Regions from separate parts of the Mus musculus genome. Here region 2 is linked to region 1. The links are chromatin contacts, called in public Hi-C maps. All regions are on one chromosome and are shown on one strand. The core of a region is the stretch at or near the end of the contact, and the rest is flanking DNA. Distances in the headings are between cores, read along the strand shown.

Region 1 (5,234 bases), core at 1,000-3,499:
AGGTTGGTGATCCCAGACATGAACATCTTTGTATTGCTCAGAAGGGGGAATGTCAGCAGCCCAGCACAAGAGCAGCTAATTTGGAACTTACATCTTAAATAAATAAATAAATAAAAAGGGTGTGGCTCTAATTGTGCCTGTGTCTGATGGGAGAAGTAGCACACACTAGCAGGAGTCTCCACACTACTTACCCTCCTCAGGGGAAGAAACAGTACATTCTCTGAAGCCTCCTGGTTAAATGGGGGAAGTATTTGTATTCCTATCACCAAGTAGGAGTCCTTCAGTAGATGAAAGGGGTATTTTAAACCGTTGAAGCTATCTTGGTGGCAATCTAGGATGTTGAGACCTCAGAGAAAATGTCGAAACCTTGGAAAATTTATTTTGACGATTAGAAATTGTTTAATACATATCATCTTGTGATTTTGTGAGTTTTTAAAGCTTAAAGAGTGATTTATATTTTTAATTCTGACTTTGAGCTTCCAACTTTTACCCTGATTGCATCTGTTTGGGTTAATAAGGCTTCGTGTTCTCTGTAACCAGTGTGCTTTGCCTATATTGTTTTGTCTCCTTCCAAGATTAATCTATGAAGCCTTTTCCATTTCTTATGCATCTTTAAAGGGCACTTAAGAGACTTTTAAGCATAATTTCTAAAATATTCAATAGACCTAATGTCTAGCAATACGTAAAATTTAATACATAAACTACAGAAGCGACGTGATTGGAAAAGAAGGAAAACTTCATTTCTTTCTTTGGTATAATTATATTAGGCAAGTTAAACAACAGAAGAAAACCGTAAAAATAGAAAAGAATCTGGGGGCTGTAATCTCTTTTTATCTACACTATCCCTCCTGTACATATCAGAGAGAAACCAGCACACATTTCCAGAGGTCAACCAGGAAGTCCGAGGTTGAACTTTTTGTCCATCAGAAATAAAGGCTGATCATCAATGAGTGTTTATTTTTCTTTCCTTTTCTTTAAAAATATAGAACAATAAAAGGAAAATCCATCTTAAAATATGACGTACTTATCTACTCAGTGTGACCCTTGACATAGATGATTTGGCCATTACATTTTTAAGATTTTCATTTTACAATGTCAACCACCTCTTGCTTGCAAAGTGTGCAAAACTGCCTAATGGAAAACAGATTTCTCCACACACTTTTTTCTTGTAGCTAGGATTGGGTGAATTCAAGTGGAAATGTTGGTTACATTTTTAGTCTTAGCTTTTTTTAGAAAGATAATTACAGAATAATTATGGACTAACTACAGAAAATAGTAAATGTTTGCCCAAGTAGAAGGAATGGCTATGTGAATTTAGTACCTGGCGGCTTTCTTTAGAACTGAATGTTATTTACACAGCGAAATGGGAAACAATTCAAGTAGAGCAACCTATGAAAGACCCCAGAAAATGAGAAGCATGTAAGTAAAAACGACAAGAAACGTTTTCTAAGGTCCTATTTTGCCTGAGAAGAAACTGAAGATAGAAGGAGAGAAGAGGCGAGCATAAAACAAAAGACTTCCTTTCTCCAGCCCCACTTTCCCTGTTTCTTTTGTCATAGGTTGTTGTGAACTCAGGCAAACATTGAAAGGTTTTCTTTTGGGGGGCGGGGGGCACTTTTGATTAATTTTATTTTTCCAGAGATAGGGGAGTAGTAGTTAAACATGCCTCTCGAGTTACAGAACAGAAGTTCAAACTTTTGAAAACAAAAGAGAGGAAAAGAAAAGAAAGAAAGAAAAAAGGCAGAAAACCAAAGTTATCCGACCTGCTGAGGCTGCTAACAAAAAAGTAAAAGGCGTTCTAAAAGCATAGCTCAGTTTCACTGTCCGGGTCGGGGTCGGTGATTGGTAGTTGAGGGAAGGCTTGTTTCGCCTATGCCGTCTAGAAGACGTTGAGCAGCACTGCTATATACAGGAGTGTAAGACGGGAGAGTTATTCTCGGGTTTATTCAGCTCAGTGAAGCTGCAGTAGCTAAAAGCCAAGTGCTCCCGACTGCACGCCGCTGGCCTAACGCGGCTCGTCCCCGCTTTCCCGGCAACCGATCTGGGAGGGAATCCTGGACTCGCAACCCGACTCCGCTCGGCGTTGATTGGCTCCTGCTCAGGACCCCGCCTCCAAGGTAGAGGCGGCCACTTCGTAGGGACCCGCCCCCCGGCCGTGGGAATCGCCGCCTAGCAGGCGGGCTGCGGCTGCCACTCAGTCGGAGTGGCGGAGGCTCTGGGTTCGTAGCCCCGCCTCCTCCCCCCTAATTGATATTATTGGAGTGTGGAGCAAGCGGCCGGTCTGCAGTCGGAGACTTGCAGGCAGCAAACACGGTGCGAACGAACCGGAGGGGGGAGAGAGAAATCAAACAGCTAAGCGTGGAGCAGACGGCCTGGGACCCAGAAGGGGATCGATGCGAGGAGCGCAATAATAACAACAATAATAACCCACTTCGGAGCAAACAGCATCTAAAGAGCTGCGACCCAACTGCAGCCTAAAAAAATCAAACCTGCTCATGCACCATGGTTGTTCAAACTCGGTTCCCTTCGTGGATTATTTTGTGTTACATCTGGCTGCTTGGCTTTGCACACACGGGGGAGGCGCAGGCTGCGAAGGAAGGTAAGGCCAGAGGAAAGCAAAGTTTGTTCTGACTTATTTATTTCGCTGTCTACCTGCACGAGCCGACGGGTCCGCGGCGCTGGCCGCCGCGCCTCCGGCGCCGGGCGACCCTCCCTCGACCCCCCGCCCCCTCCCCGCCCTCAGTTCCAATCGACCAGAGGCGACCGGCCGGGACTAGTCGGGGCCCCGGAGCTCCAAGGGGTGGCCGGGGACTGGCGCGCGCTCTGCAGCCGGGCAGCTCGGGGGGCCATGGTGGCGAGGCTGAAGGGCGAGCGAGCTCCTTTGCATCCGGCATCTCGGGTCTTCAGCTCCAACCGCCGCGTTTGCTCCTTCTCTTGCGGTCGGCCTGCCGTGGACGCCACAGTGAGAGTTGGTTCGAAACCTGGGGAGTGGAGCTCCGCGTCGCCCCCAGCCTCCCCGGAGGAGCCGAGACTTCCGTGGCTGCGAGCGCTCGGGCTCCCGCCGACTCGCTCACTGCGGCGGCGGCGGCGGCGGCGGCGGCAGCGGCGCGGGCCTGCGGTGGGCGCTCGGCTGCCGCTCGAAACAATGCGGCCGCGAGGGGAGGCAGCGCGCGGGGCTCGGGCTCGACCCGCCGCCGGGAGGACTGGCCGCAGCCGGCAGTTTGCACGGAGAGGCCACCGAGTGAGAAGTCTCCCGTCACTTGGCCCAGGTCCGGTACTCCGGGAGTCCAAGTAGCCAGTCCTGGCCTCTGGGGACGAGTTCTGGTACGCGAGGGGAGGCTTCTTTTGACCACAGGATACGCCTGTACGTGGGTATTTTTCCCTGCGTCTCCTTTGAACCATTGGCAAAAGGTAAAATACCTTTTGGTGCCTGTAGTTGGAGCTGGGGAAAAATAAATCCTGTCAAAGGAAGTGTCTTGCTGCTAAGCAGTGTCACAATACCGGTACCTCATCTGACAAGCTTGCGTTTCTAAGGTTGATTTCTTGGATACTTTAGAAGCCTGTTCGGGGGTGTGGAGGGCGAGAGATCTGTTAGATTTAGGTCATAGCAGTACTAAAGGGAGGGGGCATACTGGTCCTCGATTCTTTTATTCCTAAAACTTAAGATTTCACGCGGCTTTTCTTTATTCTCTTCGTCCACCCTTCTTCGTTAACTCAACATCCCCAACCCGGTACAGTACCCTACTTTGGAACAGCCTGACCTTCTGGCCCCACTTTGCACATCTGCAGTCTGTGTTGACGCTGAATCCATTGAGAGAAAAACGTGCCTCTGAGCTGATGGTTATGTCTGCAGGTGGACCAGCATCTGCTACACACACACATACACACACACACACACACACACACACACACACACACACACACATCAAACATACATTTCAAGCCTCTTGACTTTGGTGACCAGAAACCGACACCCTGCCACCTTGTCCCGATTCCTCCGGAATAGCGGGATCTAAGGAAAAGTTTGCCCCGCACGGCGAAGCGGCGCGCGCGAGCTCTGGCAGACTCCAGCAGGAGTTTGAGCTATAAATAACTGCATCACTAGGGGGAGAGGTGCCTGCAGCCAGCAGGCCTCTCTTGCTCTCCTCCTCCGGTGCTACGTGGAGAGGGTTCTGATTCTCGGAGCCTGAGTTCTTTAGATGCAGACAAGATGTTTAAGAGGCAGGTGGTAGGGAACGCGCCCGACTTCTCGGTGGCGACGCTCGGGGCGCTCCGGCGCGCAATCAGGCGGTGGCGTTCCCTGAGCGCTGCTACCCGGAGGTGGCCCGGGGCATCACGGCACCCAAGGAGCTTGGCCAGCAGCGCCGCGAGCAGGTGCGCGGCCTCTAGGGCAGCTGGGGTGGCGACCAACCTCCCGGGTCCCCTTTCCCGGTTCCCTAGCGCGGCAGGAGTGGCCCGGGAACGCTGAGGCTAATTGCGGCCGCTGCTCTCCATCCCGACAGTACAACCGCCGCCGCGCCCTCAGAGGAGGCGCTTCCCGAAAGCCCGTCTGTTCCTCGCGACTCCTGCCCAGGCTGGGCGCCACCCGCTCCCTGGAGTCCCAGGTCTGGAAGTGTAATGGACGCTAGGTTGGCGGGCGCAGCCGTCTGGCTGCCCCGCCCCGCCCCGCCCCGCCCTGATGCTCGGGCAGCGCTGGAGCCTCCAGGCTCACCGCAGAGCCGCGGCTCTGGACTCCCGGTAGCGGCCAGCTGCCCTGTGCCTTCTCCGGGGCGCGCAGTGAGGCTGACTCGGTACGGCAGTCCAGAGGGAAGACGGTCACGGGGCGATTGCATTCAGCACTCCAGAGCTTCCGAAAGCCTCGCCAGCTCGGTGGCCACCTTCTACTTCCTCTTGATTTGCCGGTTTCTTTGCTAAGTTGCCGGCCAGCAGGTAGCCGAGGGGAAAGGCATAGCAGGAGAGGATAATCTCAGGGTTCATTTCATTCTTAAGACTAACCCCAAAAGGTCATGTAGGTTTAAAATCCACTGGTTGTTGTCAATATAAAAGCTCCCCATCCCCCACAATAAATTCCAAAAGAGAGTTCTGTGACTTGAATTTGTTTCCTTGGGCTTCATCCCTTCTCAAGGTATTGTGAAACTATCCTTTCTCAATTGCTCTTCTGAATACACTAATCCAACGACTTACTGGTGTTCCAAGTTAGAACACAAATTGAAAATTTATAAGTGACTTGTATT
Region 2 (5,234 bases), core at 1,614-4,113, 3.1 Mb after region 1:
TTTCTCATTTTTATGAGAGGCTGATTGAGGATCACCTGGAAACGGTGGGGGAAGGAAGACAAGGAGAGAAATACCAGTTGGGTCCACGGGTTGTTTGAAAGACTGAAAGAGCCACAGTGCCACCTTATGGGGAAAAAAGATTTCTTTTTCTTCCTCGACATTATGGGGTTTTTTCTCCCCCCCACCCCCTTTCTGGAGAGAAGAGAGGAGAGAAAGGAGAGAAAGAAGAGAGAGGAGAGAGCAATTAAGCCACCCAAAGGACAGGTAGAAATTTTATTTATGTGGATAGTAGTATTTTTTCAGTTATTTTAAACACACTAGTATGCATATATCAAAACTTTAAAAATTATAACAAGTCAAACATGTATGTAGCACCGAGAAATGGTCTAATGGAGTAGATCATCTGAAAATTCGAGTGTTTGCCTAAAACTGTGAGTATGAGATTGTGTCCATGTCCTAAAAGAATGATTCCTGACAGATTCCACTATTAAATATTTAAGTCTTGAAGAAAATGCAGGTCCTTTGATCAGTTGCTTGCATCTGGAAAAGGCATATTCTTAAACTAAATACAAAGCAACTTTACTTTTAAAAGCTGCTTGTCTAGTTATAACTAAGAGAGGTGGCGCAACGGTTTACAGGACTTACAGGTATTGCCTTAACAAGAGGTCTAGTTGTCTAGCCATACAGAGGGTGCAGATCCTATGCCTGAACCTTCAGAGTGAAAGGGCGAGGACTCCAAAGCTAAGGAGTGCCAGCCAAAAGCCACCCTCGCTCTATTGTGCAGCCAGAAACATCTAGCACGCTGTGAGTGATTCCTATCCAAATGTCTTCTGCAAGACAAGGTGGAACTCAGGGGTTACCTCTAGGCATTCTTTATTCTCTGTATTTTAAAATCACAGAACTGGTATATTCCTCTGACCTTCAGGAAGGACTAAATCAAAGGCATCCCAGGAAGAGACCAGTGTATTTCAAACTGTGTTGTTCAGAGCCCTAGGAGCTGTGAGAAGATTAAGAAAAGGGAAGGCAGAGAAACCCCCTCACTCCTCTCTCAGCGAGCGCTTTGCTTTCATCATCTCCACGTACAGGAATTCTACCTGAGCCCCTATGCAAACTACAGAGTCCATGGCTACTGCAAGATCAGAAATCACCAACTTAGCCTAACCTAGTTTATAGTCTAACAAAGGATTACTCAAAAAAAAAAATCTGGAAACTTCCTGCAAACTTATTAACTATGTGCTTGCCAAGTGACTCACCATGTTCCCATATAATGTGTCTTTTCTTCCTTTTAAAAAAAAATGTATTAAGTAAAGACTCCCTATCTAAGAAGCCCAGTCCATTCACTTCTGGAGGGAGCACGGTTGCATTTGGGTTTGTATCTCCCAAGTTTTCTCTGTATTTTTCTTGCTCAAAAACACGTGTGCATATACAAACACTGAGACTTCAAGAAAACAGGATAGATATGTGCTTTTCTTAATTACAAGAGGACATCTTTCTGATGCTTCATTCCTTGTAAGACTCCATAGTACTCCAAGTACAGGTGTACAATATTCATTTAACCTCATTTGTATTATTCAGTATTTGGATTTTTTTCTATTATTTATATATTTGTTCTTTCCTTTATCTAAAATATATTCCCTAAAGTTTCTGTCCAGGCAATGTTTACAAATGTTTTAGTTTTATGTTACTTCCCAAGAGAAAACAAACCATCAACTTTATGGGCCTTTGTCTGGTTGCTTGTTTGTTTTACAAAACTTTAATGCAACATTTCTCAACACATTTTCTTCTCAACTGTTTAAAATATAAATAATCGGACACCTTTGCAATAGCCCTAAATTAACTCTTTCACAAGAAATAAAATAAACCTACATATAGTTTTAGGTATTCTAGTTCAACAAGAAAAAAATGCATTGCATTATTTTGAAGAACATTTGGCTACCTCCATCAATATGTAAAATATACCTGCCTCGCCTCACATGCTCCTGGACAGCTTTTCTTTGAACACTCACCCAAGTTCATTGCTTTCCTTCATTCAACACATTTACTGACAACTCTTACAGTCCAGTCATTTTTGAAGCTTCTTATAGAAAAGTGGTTACAAGAAACCTAGAGGAGCCTCCAAGGTTAGGATAAACCTACACAGGGTTAATATTTCACATGTCATTGCAAATTATGATAAATAGAAATAAGAAAATTATAAGTCATTTAAACACTGGGTTTTCTCTTCAAAGAGCTACAAAATGTCATTCTATCTTTCATCATACTTCAGAGTCTTGAGTGGAATATTTCTGAAACATCTTACATACAAGCACTTTTTTCTTTCTTTCAGTATACCTCAGCAGACAAGCTGCCGAAGTCAAAAGAACCTTTGAAAGTGACAATATTCTCAGTTTATTTTAGTCTTGCCCAAATTCCATTGTTAGGATATTATTAAGACAGTTAAGTATTTTTATCTTATTGGTTCTTTTTACTTTTCTGAGTTTTTTTTTTCAAATAAGGATAAAATATAATCAGTTATGCACATATATACATAAACACTATTCCTCAAATAAAACCACAAACATAAGTGAAGCTAAACTTTTGATTGGCCATGAATTCCAAGTCAACATTATTCTAAAAACCATACCTAATAACATGGTTTAGAAGATTTCAAATTCAGTGTACAAAGGCATTTTATATGTCTATGTTTAATACATTGAAGTGCATACTGAAATGCATACATGAAATTTCCAGTTAAAATTTCGTCCAATTAAATAACTTGTAATTTTCTTATTGGAAGAATCAGGGCTAGATAAAACAGATGACTCATATCAGTGGGTTAGTAGTGGAGAGTAAGTTGTCATAAGAATAAAAACAAGCCAAGCTGCAGACACAGAAGACCCAGACATGTCTGAGCATGTCTACAACACAAGTGAAACTCAACCACCAAAGTTCTATTTATAAAAGAGACCAAAGACACTCCAGGAAAATTACTCATCTTCAGACAGAGACTTTGAAAGCAACAGTTAAACCCATTGAACTGTACTGAGACAGGGCCAGTGCAGAGGGGTGATTTGGGCTGTGTTAACAAGGTCAGTTCATAAGATCAGTGCCTTGCTCACCCATCGCCAGAGCAGCTTCCTCCTGCGGCAGATGGGAACAAACACAGAGATCCACAGCCAGACAATGTGCAGAGAGTGAGAGAGCTTGGAACACTCGGTCCTAATGGCGTGGCTCCATCAAATCCCTCCCCTCAGGGATCAGGGAGCCATTCAGAAAAGAAGGCAAAAAAGGATATGAGAGCCAGAAGGAATGGAGGACTCCAAGAAGACAAGGCTTTCTAAATCAACTGCACTGGTACACATATGAACTCACAGAGTTTCTCTGGGGAACCAGACTACTCTTAAAGGGTAGGCTACATGCCCAGCAATAGATGGCCAATAGAAAGAGAACTCGATACCATCTTTGGAGGTTCCTCGTATCACAATGGGATTCTCCTATTTCTTTTTAAATTCTAGTCTTCTTACTCTTATTTATATGTTATTTATATATACATATATTCTTTTCCCTTTGCATATATATATATATATTATGGCTTTCAGTTTAGTGTCCTTATAGGATTCCTGAGTATGCAAATGGGTGATCTCTGCATCTATGACTGTTTCTTGTGCCTTATCTTAGGATCTTTTCTTTCTGTTTGTTTTGTCCTATTTGTCCTATTCTGATGTGTTAGGGTTTCCATTATTATTATTATTATTATTATTATTATTATTATTATTTTATTGTTATCCCTTAGAAATCTGTTCTCTTTCTAATGAGAGAAAGAAGTGGGGGGGTGGATCTGGATTGGGGAAGCTAGGGAGACACTGGAAGGAGTAGAGGAGAGAAAACTGTAATCAGGATATATTATGAGAGAGAGACAGGGAGAGAGAGAGAGAGAGAGAGAGAGAGAGAGAGAGAGAGAGAGAGAGAGACTGTTTACAATAAAAGAGAAACAGAAAAAAAGACTAAAAATAATTTATATTTAAATAAATAGATTCATATAATAATACGGAGAGAGCTGGGCAATGGTGCATGCCTTTAATCAAAGCACTTGGGAGGCAGAGGCAGGCAGATTTCTGAGTTCAAGGCCAGCCTGGTCTACATAGTGAGTTTCAGGACAGCCAGGGCTACAAAGAGATACCCTGCCCCTAAAGCAAAACAAAACAAAAAAAGAATACAGAGAGGTTCTCAAAGCACTGGTAAGATTTCTAAGGATGATCTTGGAGGAGTCAAAAGAGGTAATAATCAGGGAAATCTTGCCTTGTTTCTATTATTGGGCCCTAGATACCATCCTATTTTCATTCTGTACCTGGTGTAACCAGAGAAACTGAGTTAGATAACATAACATCCTAACTGATTTCGATAACCTAACATCCTAACTGAGTTAGAGAACAAAACATCCTGAGTTAGAGAACCTAACATCCTAACTGAGTTAGATGACCTAACATCCTAACTGAGTTAGATAACATAACATCCTAACTGAGTTAGATAACATAACATCCTAACTTAAAATGACTGGCTGTGCTGAGACTGGCTGTCTCATGCCAAATTAAGTTCTGAGTTTCAATTTCTGAAGCGGATTTTTTTGTTTCTGCATGAATAATAAGAAGAACAGATAAGTGCTGAAGGAAGATTAGTTCAAAGTTCATCAACTAGTATAAATCATCAGCTTGACACTAGTCGGAAGAAACAAACAGAATAAAAATCAGGACCACCCTAGGCTCTGGAGACTATGGGAGGGGTAACTAAGAAAGAGCACGGCAGATCCACTGGGATGGGCACACTTATACTGTGAAAGCATTTGGTACATAGACTAAATATATGATATTACATGTAAAGTATATGTAAAATATTGACCTTTTGATAGTGATGTGAATTCTGAAGAACAAAGAAAACGATAACTAATTTAGGAAAAAAATTGCACAATAATTACACAAACACCTACATGTAAGGGCAGGTACCCACCAGAAGGCTGGGACAGGAGGGTTGATGAGCCAAGCAACTTGGAGCTACATCTGAGGAACATCTTTTTTTTTTTTTAATTAGGTATTTTCCTCATTTACATTTCCAATGCTATCCCAAAAGTCCCCCATGCCCTCCCCCCCAATCCCCTACCCACCCACTCCCACTTTTTGGCCCTGGCATTCCCCTGTACTGGGTCATATAAAGTTTGCAAGTCCAATGGGCCTCTCTTTCCAGTGATGGCCGACTAGGCC

The links. A called contact is a pair of places that touch in the nucleus more often than the background predicts.
Region 2: a contact with region 1 is called in a Hi-C map of adipose-derived mesenchymal stem cells, with 5 times the contacts expected there. The contact joins the enhancer-like site here to the promoter of Epha7 in region 1. A contact is called at or near these places in 6 of 39 promoter capture datasets (the 3T3-L1 cell line, cranial neural crest, frontonasal cranial neural crest and 3 more), 24 of 484 Hi-C or Micro-C datasets (adipose-derived mesenchymal stem cells, brain, cardiomyocytes and 13 more) and 4 of 115 datasets of contacts at active chromatin or transcription factors (astrocytes, embryonic forebrain, embryonic hindbrain and 1 more).

What each region holds. Positions count from the first base shown.
Region 1 is chr4:28,810,882-28,816,115 of GRCm38.p6, forward strand. Epha7 (Eph receptor A7) reads left to right here and starts at 2,250. Exons shown (of 17, transcript NM_010141.4): 1 at 2,250-2,599. The coding sequence starts at 2,503.
Region 2 is chr4:31,938,803-31,944,036 of GRCm38.p6, forward strand. No RefSeq gene overlaps it. Among named protein-coding and RNA genes, the nearest start is that of Map3k7, 23 kb to the right of the region's middle. Within about 2 kb of position 2,864, at least 42 of the 459 cell types and tissues checked have an H3K27ac peak or open chromatin away from gene starts, as enhancers often do. A contact at or near this core is called in adipose-derived mesenchymal stem cells and neural progenitor cells, where this site is marked.